Linked DNA regions of Mus musculus: region 2 is linked to region 1. Evidence: chromatin contacts called from public HiChIP or PLAC-seq data. All regions are on one chromosome and are shown on one strand. Each heading gives the region's core, a stretch centred on a gene start, on an enhancer-like site or on the middle of the called end of the contact. The rest is flanking DNA. Distances are from core to core; before and after follow the strand shown.

The links. HiChIP or PLAC-seq counts read pairs in DNA pulled down with a chosen protein or histone mark.
Region 2: a contact with region 1 is called in an H3K27ac HiChIP or PLAC-seq map of microglia, with 6 times the contacts expected there. The contact joins the promoter of Cenpa here to the promoter of Khk in region 1. A contact is called at or near these places in 3 of 39 promoter capture datasets (cranial neural crest, hippocampal neurons and neural stem cells), 4 of 484 Hi-C or Micro-C datasets (the C2C12 cell line, CD8 T cells, erythroblasts and 1 more), 4 of 115 datasets of contacts at active chromatin or transcription factors (the SCID.adh cell line, bone marrow-derived macrophages, effector CD8 T cells and 1 more) and 2 of 9 other capture datasets (adipose tissue and liver).

What each region holds. Positions count from the first base shown.
Region 1 is chr5:30,917,296-30,925,236 of GRCm38.p6, reverse strand. Khk (ketohexokinase) reads right to left here and starts at 3,678. Exons shown (of 9, transcript NM_001310524.1): 1 at 3,230-3,678; 2 at 382-498. The coding sequence starts at 3,321. Emilin1 (elastin microfibril interfacer 1) reads right to left here. Exons shown (of 8, transcript NM_133918.2): 4 at 6,378-7,941; 5 at 5,865-5,981; 6 at 5,289-5,306; 7 at 5,020-5,157; 8 at 3,962-4,622. The coding sequence ends at 4,285.
Region 2 is chr5:30,662,445-30,670,385 of GRCm38.p6, reverse strand. Cenpa (centromere protein A) reads right to left here and starts at 3,500. Exons shown (of 5, transcript NM_007681.3): 1 at 3,273-3,500. The coding sequence starts at 3,357.

The DNA.
Region 1 (7,941 bases), core at 2,429-4,928:
TCCTGTAACCATGGATGCTGGATGCCCCTGAAGAGGGGAAGGGCACAGCATGTCCCTCACTACCTTTTACCTCAAACACAGCCAGGATAAGGGACATGAGAAGGGCAAAGGCAGAGTCTACAGGAAGCAAAGAAGGAGGTGGTGGGCAGCCTAAGCTCTGCAGCAAGCTGTAGAAATGGAACCTTTACAGAAGAGATGTTAGTACCTGAGCAGCAGATGGTCCGCCCCAGAAGGATCAGGGAGTCTGGAACTCTCCTGTAGGCTACCACCCACCACCCATTCTCCCATCAAGCCCACCCAGGGTTCAGACAACTCTCGTCTCCCTATACTGTGTAGACAATGTGCTCTATCCCTCTACCAGGTACTCCCTTCTAAACTTACTCGGCAACGTGGCCAGGGGCCAAAGAGCCCATGAAGGCACAGCGGGCTCCAAGCAAGGAAAGGACAGTGCAGGAGTTGGATGCGTTGCCTCCACGCTGCCATCTCTGGGACAGGCACCTGCAAAGCACATGGGCAAGTCTCTGCAGCCTCAGCTGACTGCTCGCCGTGGGAAACAGAACCAACCTCAGTCCCCTAGGTAGGAATTCACAGAGTGCAAGAGTTGGGTACATCTGAGTTTCAGCTCATTTTCTAAGTGGGGCTGCGGAGGCTTAGTCCTGAGAAGGAGCTGGGATGAGGGCGGGCTCTGTTCTCACATCTTGGGCTGTATTTGAGTGCACAGCCGCATCCACCTGTTTCTAGGGAACCAGGAACCCACCTGCTGGGGCCATCTCAATGTGAGGGTTCTCTTAACTCTGGGTTGGCTCTTCCTCAGTTACCTCTTCCTTCTGCTGAAGCTTCAAGCTGTGAAGCAGCGCTCACCATGAGGCTCTTTGTCTGGAAGGCTCTCCTCAGCATGGATTCTGGGAAACAGGAGCCAGGCCATCTGACTACAAACCCTATGTTCTGAAAGTTCCTAGGTCAGGTGTGGCTGAGATGTCAGGAAGGACTGGATCCTACACAGTCTTGCTCTTCTGGGAGACTCAACAGAGTCCAGAAACATGGACGTTAAACAGAAACCCAGGTCTGCAGCAGGAAGTGCACCCTGAGGTCAGGAGGGAAGGGGCTCTATCTTCCAAACGGAACTTACTCTATCAGCAGGAAGAGAAAGTGTCCTCCTTCTAGTAGTCTTTCAGACAAACAAGCTGGAGGGAACAGGGTCTTCAGTCTAGCAGAATGTGGTATTACATGCTCGAATACAATCTTTGGAGGGCTTGGATAATGAGATATGCGTGTTTTCCTCAAATAAGAAAAAGCTCAGGGCTAGAGAGATGGCTCAGTGGTTAAGAGCACTTGTCATTCTTTCAGAGGACCAGGGATCAATTGCCAGCACCCACACGGTGGCTCACAGCCATACATAATCCCAGTTCAGGACGCCCAAGTCCTCTTCTGCCTCTATAGGCGCCAGGTACATAAATGGTGTAAATACATACATACGCAGAGGAAACACTCGTACATAAAATAAATAAATCATCCCAGCACCCACGTGGCAGCTCATACCTGTCTGTAACTCCAGGTCCAGGTGATCGGACATCCTCACACAGACACAGACATAATGCAGGCAAAACACCAATGCTCATAAAATAAAAAATTGGAGCACTTGTTGCTCTTGCCAAGGACCCAGATTCAACTCCCACACCCACATCGTGGCTCACAACATCTGTAACTCTAGTTCCAGGGGATCCCATGCCCTCTTCTGACGTCTTCAAGCATCAGGGCTGCATGTGGTACACACACACACTCATACACATAAAAATAATAAAATAAATGAATCTTTTAAGAGAGAGAGAGACAGACACACACACACACACACAGACATACCCTGTGCTCCTGTACCACTGTCTCTGTGCTCCTGGCAAGGGCTCTAACCTCAAAAAGAGTAACTGAAAGCAAAGGGTAAACCCCCCAAGATGGGCAGCAACCGACACGGAATACATCAGGGCGGGAGGTAGAGCCACCCACTAAACGTGGGGACATACATGAGCTATGATCATGCTCTGATGCTTGCTACGAATGTGGCTTGATAAGTGCTACTCCACTCCTCCAAATCTCCTGCTTCCTCAGCTAAGGAAAGGGTCTTTCACAGTTCCCAGGGAGCCTGCAACAGTACTCTGTGGACCCAAAGCCCAAAGAGCACCCAGTCCCCCACCCCAACCGCGACCCCGACCCCGACCCTGTGAGTTCAATGCTGTCAGCGTGCTAGTGTCTTGCCAGGGGTCAACCTTGAACTTCCTTTTAACTAATATCCAAGATACAACATTCATTGTTCAGGGTGCTAGACCACGCCAAGAGAAAGCCGGTGCGCCACCCCACAGAATGCCTTCACGGCACAGCAGCACATTGGAGTGGCCTTTATCAAGAGCAAAGATAAGAGCCATCAAAGGACACTTTAACTTCTACCAGACAATTGAGAATGTTCTGAGAACATCCACTAAGATGTTTACCCACCTTTGTAAAGACCCCTCTTGGCACTTAGCTCCAGGAGAAAGCCTGCTGTGGCTCAGGAGCCAAGTTTCTCCCTGTCTGACCCAGAGAGCCTCCAGCTTTGCTTACACTGCCGGCCAGTCCTTGAGCTAGGCAAGGCTCAAACGCCAGGGCCAGGCTTTTAAATGTGAGTAGTTTAACATCACATACCACTCACTGCTAGCGACCTGGTGTTTTATTTTAGCTGTAAGCGGTAAATTAGAAGTGCATAGGCTAGGAGTTGGGAGACCTGGGGGTTTGGGGTGAGGAAAATTTGTCTGGCACCTTATCAGGTGTGTGAGGGCTCAGGAGGGAAAAAAATCATTACAGCCCTCTCTGTAAACTGAGGATTTTGATGATCGGCAGATTGAAATGGTAAACAGCCAACAACACACTAGTGAAAGCCTGGGTTTTGATTCAGGCATACGTTTGCACTCTTGTTAATTCTGGAGGCTAAAGGAGTTTAGGCCAGCTTGGGCTACAAAGCAAGACTCCGAAAACAAAACAACACACCCCCTGGGTCTTGGTTTTAAAGGTCTCCAGTCTCATGTCTTCATTCTCACAGAGTACCCCTTAGGGACCCGGGACAGAGAACGCCAAGCTGAACTCAGGCCTCACCACATGGAGACAGAGGGCTATCCCTGGTTTAGCAGCCGATTAGCAGTGACACGCAAAAAGACAGGACCACAGCGGCCCTGGGATCTCCGAGGGGCTTGGGCGCCCCTACCTGCGATCCGTGTCTTCCTCTGGGTATTTGTCCACCACATTGATGATGTCCAGCACCACCAGCCCCACGCACAGGATCTGCTTCTCTTCCATGAGGCTGCTCCCCAAGCTTCCTACCCGCAAGCAGAGGGGGTTCCTGCTGGGCTCTGCCTCTTATCTACTGGAGGACCGTGTCCCAACTTCTCACTGGCTACCTTGGCTCCTCCTCTGCGTGCAGAACTCCTCCCGCAGGGAGCTTTCTGCTTTGCAAGGGTGGGTTACCTAGCCCGGCCAATGGCAGGCCCTCTCACTTTTCCGCCTCAGCTGTCAAAGCGAAAGCGCACTAGTAATGCATCGCCTTTCCGATCCCTCTGCGCCTGCTGCAGACCCTGGACCACCCGGACTAGCACAGTCTGGCAACAGAAACTTCGCCTTCGCAGGCGGAGCACAGAAGCAAGCGTTCTCTCCCTCGCCCCGCCAAGGTGGCCCACCCGGCCGAGGCCCCGCCCCCCCCCCCCGCGCCAGATTAACGGTGTCACGTGACGGGGAACGCTGCCAGCCTTCGCAGTGGTTCTGGCCTAGCGCCCCCTAGCGGCCGCTGTGGGGACCGGTGGCCGTGACCCTGAGTCCGCAGGTGCCCTTAGTAGGGAGCACACCCAAAGATCACCAGCCTAGGTTCCCTCCGTAGAACTCTGTTTCCTCCTGTCCTGTCCCTTAACTACCCCCAAACATGTACTAGAGCAGAATAGCTATGTTTTGTAGAAAAAAAAAAAGTGTCTTTATTCCTGAATAGTTTAGTACGGTGGTGTGGACTGGGGAGAGCCCTGGAGGGTAGGTTCCTCTTCCGCAGCTTGGGTCCCGGAGAGGGCTCTGGTGGGGACGGCAATGAGGCCAAAGGTCAAGAGGAGATGCCTCGGTCCCATAGACCACGCAGTCACAACGTACGGAGTGACCGATTTGGATGCCTGAACCGCAGCGGGACGTGGTCGCCAGACTTGCCCTTGCCTTGGTGGGTAGCCACCATCCAGGTGGCTCTGCGGCCCCTGTAGATAAGTTTGGTGGTCGGGTCCACCCTGTCTACACCTGTTCAAGCTCTGTGTCCTCGTAGAGCAGGGCTCCGCTGAAGATGGTGAGCGGCTCCTCGGAGTGTGCCAGCTGCCCCATGACCAGGTCGATGCAGACAGTGTCTCCGACCTGCAGTGGCAGAATGAGGCTGAAGACGCCCAGAGCGCCTGGGCTGGGCTGACTTTCGGCCACAGGCTTATTCTCCAGTCCCTCGGGTTCATAGCCTCCCGAGTCTATGCGGGCCACGCCCAGGTTGGAGCGTGACAATACTGCTTCCACTTTCTCATGCCGGTGCCCAGTAAGTACAGCGCTCAGCAAATAGCGTCCAGCCAGTGGTGCAGTGAATACACCTGGAGACAAGGATGACAGTCAGGAGGGGAGACGCTGGCTGGGACAAGGAAGGTCTCTCGGAGAGTGGGTACAGCACTCCTGGCTGTGGAGTGGCCCACCCGTCCTTTCCCTGCTATTCCACTAACTGTACACTGTAGGAATCCCCTGCTGCATCTCCAGCAGTTGCTGCAGAGTGTGTGCTGGAGTCTGTCCCAGTAAAGATCCGTGTGGTGTGGATGTCTCCTCCCCTCCCCCACTCTCTCTTTGCCTAACTGTGGTGTGAGTGCATGGAAAGAATAGAGGTCTTTGTAATTACAAGTGAAAAGCTGTACTTGTCTGCAGAGGTGTGAAGGAGGCATTAGTACTGCTCAGCTTCACCCGTTACCTCACTAGGCCACCCGTCGGCCTTTTAGTTACCTGTCTCTGGGTCATAGTAGCCTCCATCATTGAGCAAGACTCTGTCGAAGGGGACTGTGCCAGGTTCTGACCGTGGCAAACTCAGGGCAGCTGAAAATGCTACCCTAGGCACAGGGGCTGCTGGTGCTCCCTCCGCTCCTGAATAGAGATAGTGTTAGCATGGATGCTCATAAATAAACTCCAGTCCCCATCCCTGCTGCCCAGGCTGCCTGAGGACTATAGTCTTCCAGGCCCAAGCTCCTGGCCCCTTCCAGAGTCTAACGACTTACCCTGCTCCCCTTGAGGACCTGTTGGAAGAAAGGGACCACAGTGAATAGGACATCTCTCACCATGCCCTCACCCAACATCTGCTCTCTTGCACTGCTCTGGGTGTTAGGTGTGGAATGTGATGCCAAGAAAAGCGTAAGTGGGCTCCAGTCTGGGCAGATGCTAGACCACAGCCTCAGCCAGGAGCTCCTCATACGCTACATGAACTGCAATACGGCAGGGAGACCACAGTGCCCAGGAGCCAAATGACCACTTTCTTTTTCTTGTTTTCTTCATGTATACAAGTACACTGTAGCTGACTTCAGACACACCAGAAGAGGACATCAGATCCCATTACAGATGGTTGTGAGCTACCATGTGGCTGCTGGGAATTGAACTCAGGATCTCTGGAAGAGCAGTCAGTGCTCTTAACCGCTGAGCCATCTCTCCAGCCCCCAATGGCCACTTTCATTCAGCTCCTAGTCACTTTCTTTTCACTGTCAGCCATCCGGACCTCTGCTTCCTTACTCCTTCTCCGTCAAGCTCAGTGTGGAATACTATGCAGGGCTGCCAGGATAGTGGTGTCTCATCCAACATACCTGGTGGGCCAATGGCCCCCTGTTGTCCGTCTTTGCCAGGAGGTCCTGGAGGTCCTGCAGGGCCTGAAGGCCCTTGTAGCCCGGGAGGCCCTGGGGGCCCAGCCTTGCCTGAAGGTCCTATGGTAACAAAACCAAAACCGAGATGAAGGTCAGCCATGCTTTCCAACGGACAGGAAAGGCGGTGGCGCCACAGGTAGGAGATGGGGAAGACTGATGGAGACACGGGGTCCCTCGGGCTGCAGGCAAGGTGTCTGATTGATAGAGCCACATACCAGCACAAGCCACATCCCAGTTCCACCCAAAGGCCCATCTAAGCAACCAGAAGGAGGGCAGGGAGCTACACCACAACAGCTTCTCTGCAGACATACGTCAACCTCCCTGATGAGCAGTAGGGGCTAGGACTGAGGCAGAACAAAGAGGAGGCGAGAACACCAGGCCTCCTCACTGGCTGCGAGGCAGGGAGCAAGAAGGGGCCTCCCTCCCTGCACACCCCACCACGCCTTCTGTCCTCACCAGTGAAGTCCTTTAGGCTAAGTTGCTGCAGACGGTCTTCCAGGAGCAGCAGGGAATTGTTGAGGGCACCAAGCCGCCTGCCCAGGCCTGCCTGGCCCCCCAGCAGCTTCTCCAGCAGGGCGGCCTGTGTCAGGCTGGTGCTGTTGCTTTCCCGTACTGCAGCCCAGAGCCCAGCCACGTGTCTGGAGAGGCCTTCACGTAGGCCTTGTAGTCCCCCTGCCACGGTGTCCAGTCGTTCGCAGACTCCCTCAAGGCGGCCTAATCGCCCCTCTAAGCTAGGGCATTGGCCAGCCTGTGCCTGGCCCTCCTCCAGGCCTCGGAAGCGCTCCTCGCTCTCTGTGACGTGCTCCGTGGCCTCCTGCTGTAGTCTGTTGATTTCAGAGATGATGCTGTCCTTGGTGGCCCCCAGGTCAGCCAGATCGGCACCCTGACCCTCCACAGTGGTCTGGAGCTCGTGGAGTGAGTCGTTCAGGGAGCTGAAGGTGAGAATAACCTCAGAGAGTTCTCCTTGAAGGGCCTGGAGGGCTGAGCCTGAACTGCCCCCAAACACACTGAAACCATCCAGAGGCCCACGGCTTGGTCCCCCAACCCCTGGGCCAGCTCCAGGGCCCCGTGGAGGTAACAATGGGCAGGAGCAACGTTCCACACCATCCCGAAGGCGGCCCAGCTCCTCCTGGACACCACCACAGGCGCCACAACCCTCATCCCCACGGGCTTGCAGCAGACCCTCCAGCTGGCTTAGCTGGGCTGCGGTAAGATTGAGGCGCAGTAAGATTTCTGCTGCAGTCTCCTCCTGTGCATCCATGCGCTCCCGAAGCCGGCTCAGGAGCCCTTGCAGTCCCTCCAACACGGCCTGCTGAGCCTCCCCTGCTGCCTCTGCTTCATGCAAGCCAGAGCCCACTAGCTGTAACCGGCCCTCGCTGTCCAGCACCCTGCGTTCCAAGGCACTGAGGATCTCATTGACCCGAGAATCCTGTTCCCCGGGTGCCCCAGAGCAAATCTGCCCACAAGTCCGAACAGCCCCTGCCACCTGCTCTTCCAGCAGATCCATGCGGCCACCCAGCTCCCTGCTCACATTGGCTAGTAGTCCCTCCAGCTTTTCTAGCCGTCCTGGAGCAGCAGGCAACCAGTGGCCCAGCCTCCCTGGTCCTCCAGGCCAGTTCTTCTCTTGCTCCTCTGAGGGACCTAGGGTAGAGTTGAAGCGGTCCTCCAGGCGAGAAAGGCGGGAGGCCAAGCTGGTGTAGCCTGGAGGGTGGCCCCCCTGCCCAGCTGCTCCTCCAAGCTCAGAACCTCTGCGTCCACTTAGCACTGTCAGTGAGCCAGTCACTACATCTAGCCTCCGCTCCAGCTCAGACACTCGTCGACCCAGCTCTGGGGGGCAGCATTCCTGAGGGGGTCTCCTGGCCATGGCAGGTCCCACAAGCTGTTGCTGCCGCTCCTCCATAGAGGACATTAGCTTCTCCAGGGTTCGCAGCCGCTCCCTATCCTCTTGCTGCTGCTGGCGGAAGCCATCCAGCCCCGTCAGGCACACTGAGCAAGACTCTTGCAGCTGCCGTTCCAGCTG
Region 2 (7,941 bases), core at 2,251-4,750, 250 kb after region 1:
AATCCTTAGTCCTGCAAAACAGGAACACGTAGCTTTAGCTAGGTTATTTAAAGCCCAGCCAATTCGATCCCAAGCAGTGAGGAACACTGCAAGGAAAATGGAAGAAGGGAGACGGGACCAGTGCAGGGGCGGCCTGTGCCAGGCAGGAGGTGGAGACTTAACCACCGGTGAGGTCAGGATGATAAAGCAAAGACACAGAGCAGTGTGTAGGAGACTGGAGACACTGAAGACAGAGAGGCAGAGCAGTGTGTAGAGACTGGAGACACTGAAGACAGAGAGGCAGAGCAGTGTGTAGAGACTGGAGACACTGAAGACAGAGAGGCAGAGCAGTGTGTAGGAGACTGGAGACACTGAAGACAGAGAGGCAGAGCAGTGTGTAGAGACTGGAGACACTGAAGACAGAGAGGCAGAGCAGTGTGTAGAGACTGGAGACACTGGAGACACTGAAGACGGAGAGGGAGGACCCTGCTCGACTTTGGTTGTTGTTGCTGTGATAAACACCACCTCCAAGACCTACCTGGAGAGGGAAGGGTTGATTTGGCTTATATGTCACTCACCGTCCATCAGCAGAAGCCAGGGCAGGAGCTCAAGGCAGGAATCTGGAGGCAGAATCCTTGGAGGAATGCTGCTTACGGCCTGCTCCCCTATCTTTAAATCCAGATAGGAGGTGGTGGGCTACAGTGGACTTGGCCCTCTGACAAAGATAAGCAATTAAAAAAAAATGCTTAACAGACATGGCCACAGGCCAGCCAGTTTGATAGAAGTAATTGCTCAGTTGAAGTTCCTCCTTCCTGGGTTTGTATCAGGCTGTCAACTGAAGCTAGCTATGATGGGCCATAACTAAAAGATAAACTACAAATGGCTGCCTCCTCCCCACCCCACCATTTTCGAGATCTGGGCTTTTGGGGGCTAGAGGGTGATGTTAACAGGTACACACTCACAGAAAATGAAGGCAACACAACTAGAGACCACCAAAGAATGTGACTAACACCAGAAGGAAAAGGAGCCAAAACCAAGAATCAAAATAAACTATACTCAAGGAGTTTGAATAGCGAGAGAACTGAATGCCGTGCCGTGTGCGATCCATCGCTGAGAGGCAGAGGTAGGAACCTCCACTGGGCTACATGGAGAGAACTTATTCTCTCCCAGAAAAGAAAGATTTTGAGAAATAGAAGAGGAAGAGAACTCCAAGACTCATGATACACAAACAGGTGTTTATGAAACGGAAGTGATCAGAGATGACCTGGAAAGAACTGCATTCAAACACCCTGAGGCTGGGTCTCAAAGGTCAACGTTAGCAGGTGGGAGCCCGAGAATTTCAAGCAGGACTTACACACTAAAGCTCTCTCCAGTCAGGCCCACAGGCCCTCACCTACAGTTCCAACACCTGGAATACAGAGACAGGGTGTCCTGAGCTCAGGGTTAGCCTGGGACACATGGATGTCACTGTCACACACCTAAAATGGTTTTATTTTATTCTATGTGTATGTGTATCTGTTTTGCCTATGTGCATGTCTGTGTGTGTGCAGTACCTGCAGAGGCCAGAAGGATCCCCTGGAAATGGAGTTACAGATGGCCGTGAGCTGTTATGTAGCAAGAACAACACAAAGTCCCTTACAGCACAAAAGGGAGATATGTCTAAGGGCCCACATAAAAGAAGGGTTGGTTGACTTGGGAAAGGAGGGGGCACCTAGCAAGGCCTGAGGCTGAATGGAGAGGAAGGAGGGGGGAATAAAAAGCACCAAATGGCTGGAAGAACAAGGTCAGCAGACAAGGGCAGTAGGAGAGCCAAGAAGTGGGCGCAGCTGATGTAAAACTTTTCCCTAAGATAAGAGTAATGGAAGGTTGCTTCTACACTGGAAGTCCACATCGAACATCAGCTCTGGTCGAGCGGTACAACCATGACCACATTATTCCCTTAGGGGCTCACCATACCTCAATGAGAAATAGAATGTGGTGGTGCATGCCTTTAATCCAAGCACCAGAGAAGCAGAAGCAGGCATGTAAATCTAATTCTAAGTCCTTCCTTACCCCCCTTTTTATTAACAAGCTGCTGGCATTAAGCTAGGTAGGTTCTGAGATATTCTTTTTTTTTTTTTTTGAGGCAGGGTTTCTCTGTATAGCTCTGGCTGTCCTGGAACTCACTTTGTAGACCAGGCTGGCCTCGAACTCAGAAATCCGCCTGCCTCTGCCTCCCGAGTGCTGGGATTAAAGGCGTGCGCCACCGCGCCCGGCGGTTCTGAGATATTCTAACCCGGCTAGGCTGCTGTTACCAGGCTATATGACCCATTATTTGCCATCTGATCTTGCCCTGGCTCTCTCTGGTCCATGTGGGTCCTCATGGCTGCTCTCTTATCCAGACCTCATGAGTAATCCTTCTTCACCCACATGGTCTCTCCATCTCTTCTTCTCACCTGGTCTCTTCAGGACCCTCTGATTGGGAACAGAAGTCCCACTCTTCTTTCTTCTGCCCAGCCAATTGGTTGATCAGCTCATTAACCAATCAGAGGTGATGGAAAACAGTTTTTACATCACATTGAGGCAGTGTCTGGATTGTAACCAGATCTCAGAAATAGTTCCTGAATACACACTGCATACAACCATCCCCAACACAGGCAGAGATCTGTGAGCTCTAGGCTAGCCTAGTCTACATAGCACGTTTCAGGTCAGCAAGCCAAGGCTACACACCGATACATACCGAGTTCCCGTCTTAAAAAAAAAAGGGTCGGGGAGAGGGTTGGGGATATAGTTCTGTAGTAGAACCCTTGCCTAACATACACGGAGTCCTGGGTTCCATCTCTAGTGCTGCAAATAAATAATAAAGAGTAGGAGTTAGAAAGCTGGTTCAGCTGTTAATAGCCCAGGCTGCTCTTCCAGGGGGGCCGAGTTCTCTTCCTAGCACTCTAAAAAAAAGGGCAGCTCACAACTGTAACTCCGGCCCCGGGGTTCCGACGCTCTCTTCTGGCCGTCGCCAGAGCACGAACACAAAATAAATGCAAAATACATGCAAAGTAAATAAATGCAAAAAAAGACCCCGTGTCCGTCAGAATGAGTTTGTCTTTGCTCCAACTCCTTGTCTTGTCTGCATTTCGTTTTTCTCCCTGCTGTAAACCGGTCAGGAACAAACAAGCAAACAAACAAACAAATAAACAAAAAAACCATTACCCCTACGCGAGGTTAGCGGCAAGCCGTGACCAGGAACCGTCCCTCTACAGGCCCGGCCCCACAGGATGACCGCACCGGCCTCGGAGGTGCAGGGCAGGCTCGCTTACCTACACTGGAGCTCTGTCGCGAGGGTCCAGGCGCCGGGCTGGAGGGTCTCCTCCTTGGGGTCTGCGGTTTGCGACGCGGGCCCATGGCTGGCCTCGAGGGGCCGGGTCCCGCCGCCTTCCCTAAGCCTTCTTGGTCCTGCTGCCGAAACCGAACGCGAGCAAGCCCAAGGTGCGCGTCAGGACCGCCAGAACTCGGTCGCCAGCAGTTCAAAAAATCACCCGCCCCTCCCACCGCATCTTTTAAATCCCAACTTTGTGACTCTCAGTGGCTGGTTCTGGAAAGCCAGCGTGGAGCGACATCCAGATAAACCAATGAGAATAAAGGTCTGAAGCCAATGGGTACTTGAAGACGGGAAGGAAGGCAGGATTTCCCCACCCTTTTCCTGTTGATCTCTTTTTCAGATGCCCTCTGGGCAGGACGGCTCAGTTCTTACGTGGGTGGTGGGTTTGTAGAGCTCACTTCCTCAAAAGTTTTATGCTTTTCTATCAAACGTTGAGGTGGCTTTAAAAATACGGAAACAGATGCCCAAGAATGTGACAGCTCCACACAGCACCCGTGACACTCCTGAAAGCAACCAGCAAATATGATTCAGAAGCCTGGTTAACTGCATGACCTTTTCAGAAGATAGGGTCGTGGGGACAGCCAGGACGGAGGAATCTGAGGACAAGGTCCAGGCAGGGCAGGCGCCAGCACTATTATTGGACCATGCTATCAAACACAATGACAGAATTGCCTGAGAAAAAAACCGGCTTTTCCTTTTCTCCCGGGAGTAATATGAATTCAGGTCATGGCTCCGTAATTAGAATAAAGAGAATTTCGTCATTTTGCTTTTTTGAGTTTTCTAAATGATCTATCATGAACGTGTACTCTAATCAGGAAAATACTTATATAATCAGTGGTTTCATAGAAGCCTGGTGGAACATTGGGGTGGGTGGTGTAAAATGGCACAGCTGCTATGGAAATGTGTCATGGTTCGAATCTGAAATGTCCTCCAAAAGTTTGGTGTCCTCTGTGCAGCAGTGTTCAGAGGTTGGGCCACAGGTGCTCTGACTTCATCTGTGTATTCCTTTAATCCCAGCACTTGGGAAGTAAAAGCAGGTTTGTTATAAGGACAGGGCCAGTAGACCTACATAGTGAGTTCCAGACTAGTCAGAGCTATGAGCAAGATTTTATCTTATTTATTTTATTTTATTTTTGTCTCAAATAAACAAAAGACCAACAACCAACTCGTTCAATCTCCAGTATTTTACCAACAGACATGAAATTTAAACATAGAATTACTATATGATCCAGAAGTCCATATATATATATATGAAGACATCAGGATCCTCAGCAACTGTTAATTAGTCAGATAATATCCGTGTATGAAGTCTGCTCTAGACAGATAGCCCTTTAGTAAACTAGAAGGAGAAAGCTAGATTGAGGACAGACTCTACGATTCATAAGAAACTGATGATACTACCTATATAACTGTAATGGTGTGTGGGTTAAGGCATAAGAGGAGGGTAGTGCTTATTAACGTACGTAGTTTTGCATATTTTGGCTTTTGAACCAATCGGACTGTTGTACTGCAAGTGGGGGTGGGGCACCGGAAGAACGCAGGGCAAAATCCGAAATGAAGATCCACAGCTTGTATCTTCCTTCACCAGGCCGGAAGGGGAAACAGTGGAAGTCTGGGCCAGATGCTGTGATTTGTGGTTTCTTCTTTGGGTACCTGGCTGTCACTGGTGTACTGCCAGGAGTCAGGAATGGGGGTCCAAGATTTTACCCCCCTCCAACATCTGGGCATGCCAGGTGGAGAGGTCGAGGCAGAGCCCAGGATGAGTGAAACCTGGTCTGACTGGGAGTGAGGGCAGAGCGTGCTGGAAGAACTGGAGAGGAGAAGACCTTGCTCAGGGGTCTTAGGCGCAGCTCTTTAGTCAAAGGCCTTCTTCACCTCGTTTCTGAATGAAACAACTTTCTGAGACAATCTTTGCTTGCTCCTATTGCTTTATTTAATGATGGATGTGAATGCATATACTTTATTTGGGGTGAACCAGGGATTATATACCTCTTGTGGGAAGGAATATCTAGGAAGGGGCGCTCATTGGCTGAAGGCTCAGGGCTATCTAGATATCTCATTAGCATGGAGAAGAACTATAGATGTTGTGCTGGGTGACTCAGTGCCTGAGGTCTTCAGTGGAGTATCATGGTTATGTGTTCCAGAGCAGGTAGGCATGGCTCCACTTCTACCAGCCTGAGATCTCTCAGATTCCTGGGATCTGAGCTCACTCAACCATTCTAGTTCTTATGTCTGTCTGGTAACACGGTCCCACATGCCGTATATTAAACTACTAATTTTTTAAAAATACATCGAATGAAAACATATTGGGCTGAAGAAGTCACGTTGAACACTAGATGTCTCTGAGCTATGGACGAGTTGACTGGAACAAGAGTTGTAACATGTAGATCATAGAAACCCTCAGCAGCCGGGCATGGTGGCGCACGCCTTTAATCTTAGCACTCGGGAGGCAAAGGCAGGCAGATTTCTGAGTTCGAGGCCAGCCTGGTCTAGAGAGTGAGTTCCAGGACAGCCAGGGCTACACAGAGAAACCCTGTCTCAAAAAACAAACAACCAAAAAAAAAAAAAAAAGAAAAGAAAAGAAAGAAAGAAAGAAAAGAAACCCTCAGAACCAACAGGGAAGTTCAGCATAGGAGAAAGGGGAGAAATTAGTTGTGCCAGCATGTCAGACAAGAGACTCTAATCAGGGTCAGGGTCAGGATTAGGGTTAGACCAGGGTCTGGGTCAAACCCTAACCCTAACCCTGACCCTGACCCTGTCTAACCCTGACCCTGACCTTGGTCTAACCCAGTTTTTTTGTTTGTTTTTGTTTTGTCATAGGAATGAGCAGGTGAGTTGGGATTTGAACCCGGTACTTAGCAATGGCCTCTACCCTCTGTTACCACACCATTGCTTCTTGTGGAGCTTTCATTTTCTCTTTACTGAAGAGTGAGATGGCGCAAGTGCACACATCTGAGGCCCTGGCTACTCTAGAGTCAGACAGGAAGATCATTCTGGCTTAGGATGTGCTTGGCTGATTTGGTACTAACATGGTGACCTGGGAGTTGGGAACCACCAGAAGAGATACAGTCTGGCTTGAGCAATACAGTGGGAAGTGGGGAGAAAGGGAGGGAGAAGAGAAGTGTTCATCTGACTCAGGGAGCTATGCGATTGAGGCCCCCCACACTCAGCTTGAATTCTCCCCCCTCCTCCTCTTCCTCCTCTTCTTCCTCCTCCTCTTCCTGCTGTTCTTCTACATTTTCTACATAATTCAATAGAGATCTGGCATGAGAAATGTCAATCCTGATGGGCATGGTTGTCATGGTGGTCATCTCACCTACTTGGGAGGCTGAGGAAACAGACCTAAAATGTAAGGATTGCCTAAGCTACAGGGCAAGCCCAAGGCTGGTCTGGGCAACTTTGAAAGACCCTGCATGAAAATCAAAAGTAAAAAGAGAGACAGCAATATAGATCACTGTTAGAGGGCTTGCCTAGCAAGCACGAGGCCTCTTGGGTTCAGTCAACTTTAGGGCCACTTTCATGATCAGAACACATAGTCCCCACTTGGACTCTCATTGGCTCAGGGGCATGGCTTGAGTGTGGGCCTTACACAAGCTTTTCTGTAAGCTTGGATCCTAGCTTCCTGTTTGCTGGCTCTGTGACTTTGGAGACTTTCTTGACTGCCATAAACGGTAGTTTTGCTCTTGCACAGTCCAGGTAGTGACCCTTTTTCATTACTGGGACAGTTTAATGACTTAGAAGTTGCATTTCCTTCTTAAAGGCCATCTTGGGCTATGGCTTTCCTTTCTATTAATAAATCCCCGTGGGGATAATGAACTGTGCCAGGAAACTTGGTAAGACAAAGTGAGAGCGAGTCTGAGACCCCTGAAACTCGGGTACACACCTGAGATGGTAGGTGCCTCCAGCTTCCTGCCAGCTTCCTGGCCTGGAATACGTGCCATGTTTCCCCATCTGGCCATCATGTAGCCCAAAACAGAGTTCTCCATGCTAACGAGGTATCTATAGGCCCCAAGGGTTTAGCCAATAAGCTTCTCTCCCTGGACATTTCTGCCGGCAAAAGGTTTTTAGTCCGTGGTCCACCCTGAGAAGTTGATACACATCTATTTTCCATGATGAACAACTAATAAACAGTTTGGAACCAAGGACTGTATCTACTATGGAAACCGCTGTGGAGGAGCATAGAGAAGGCCTTTGCTTACAGAGCTGCAGGCTAAATCTGCCCTTAAGGTCCATCTGCGCCCCAAGACAACCTATGGTACCGTCACCATGCTTGCTGTGCTCAAGGGCCCCAAAGGTCCCGGTCTCATCGCAGGCCTGTGGACCTCAATCCTTTCTTCCTGACTCCTCTGTGAAGCTCTCAAGCAGCAACTAGATGTCCAGGGGTGCGGGAACCCCAGCTTCGGCTTCCTACAGCTCAAACTGCATTTTCCCACCCCTGATGGGTGTCTCAGTGCTTCCCTGAAGCCCAGCACCCAAAAGCAGACATCAGATAGCACGTTCTACCTCCCCACCAGCCGTGCCCATCATTTGTGCAGAACTCAGTCCCACACATCCTGTTTACTCTGCTCTAGTACTACTGGTATAAGCTGGGGACAGTATTTCCTTAA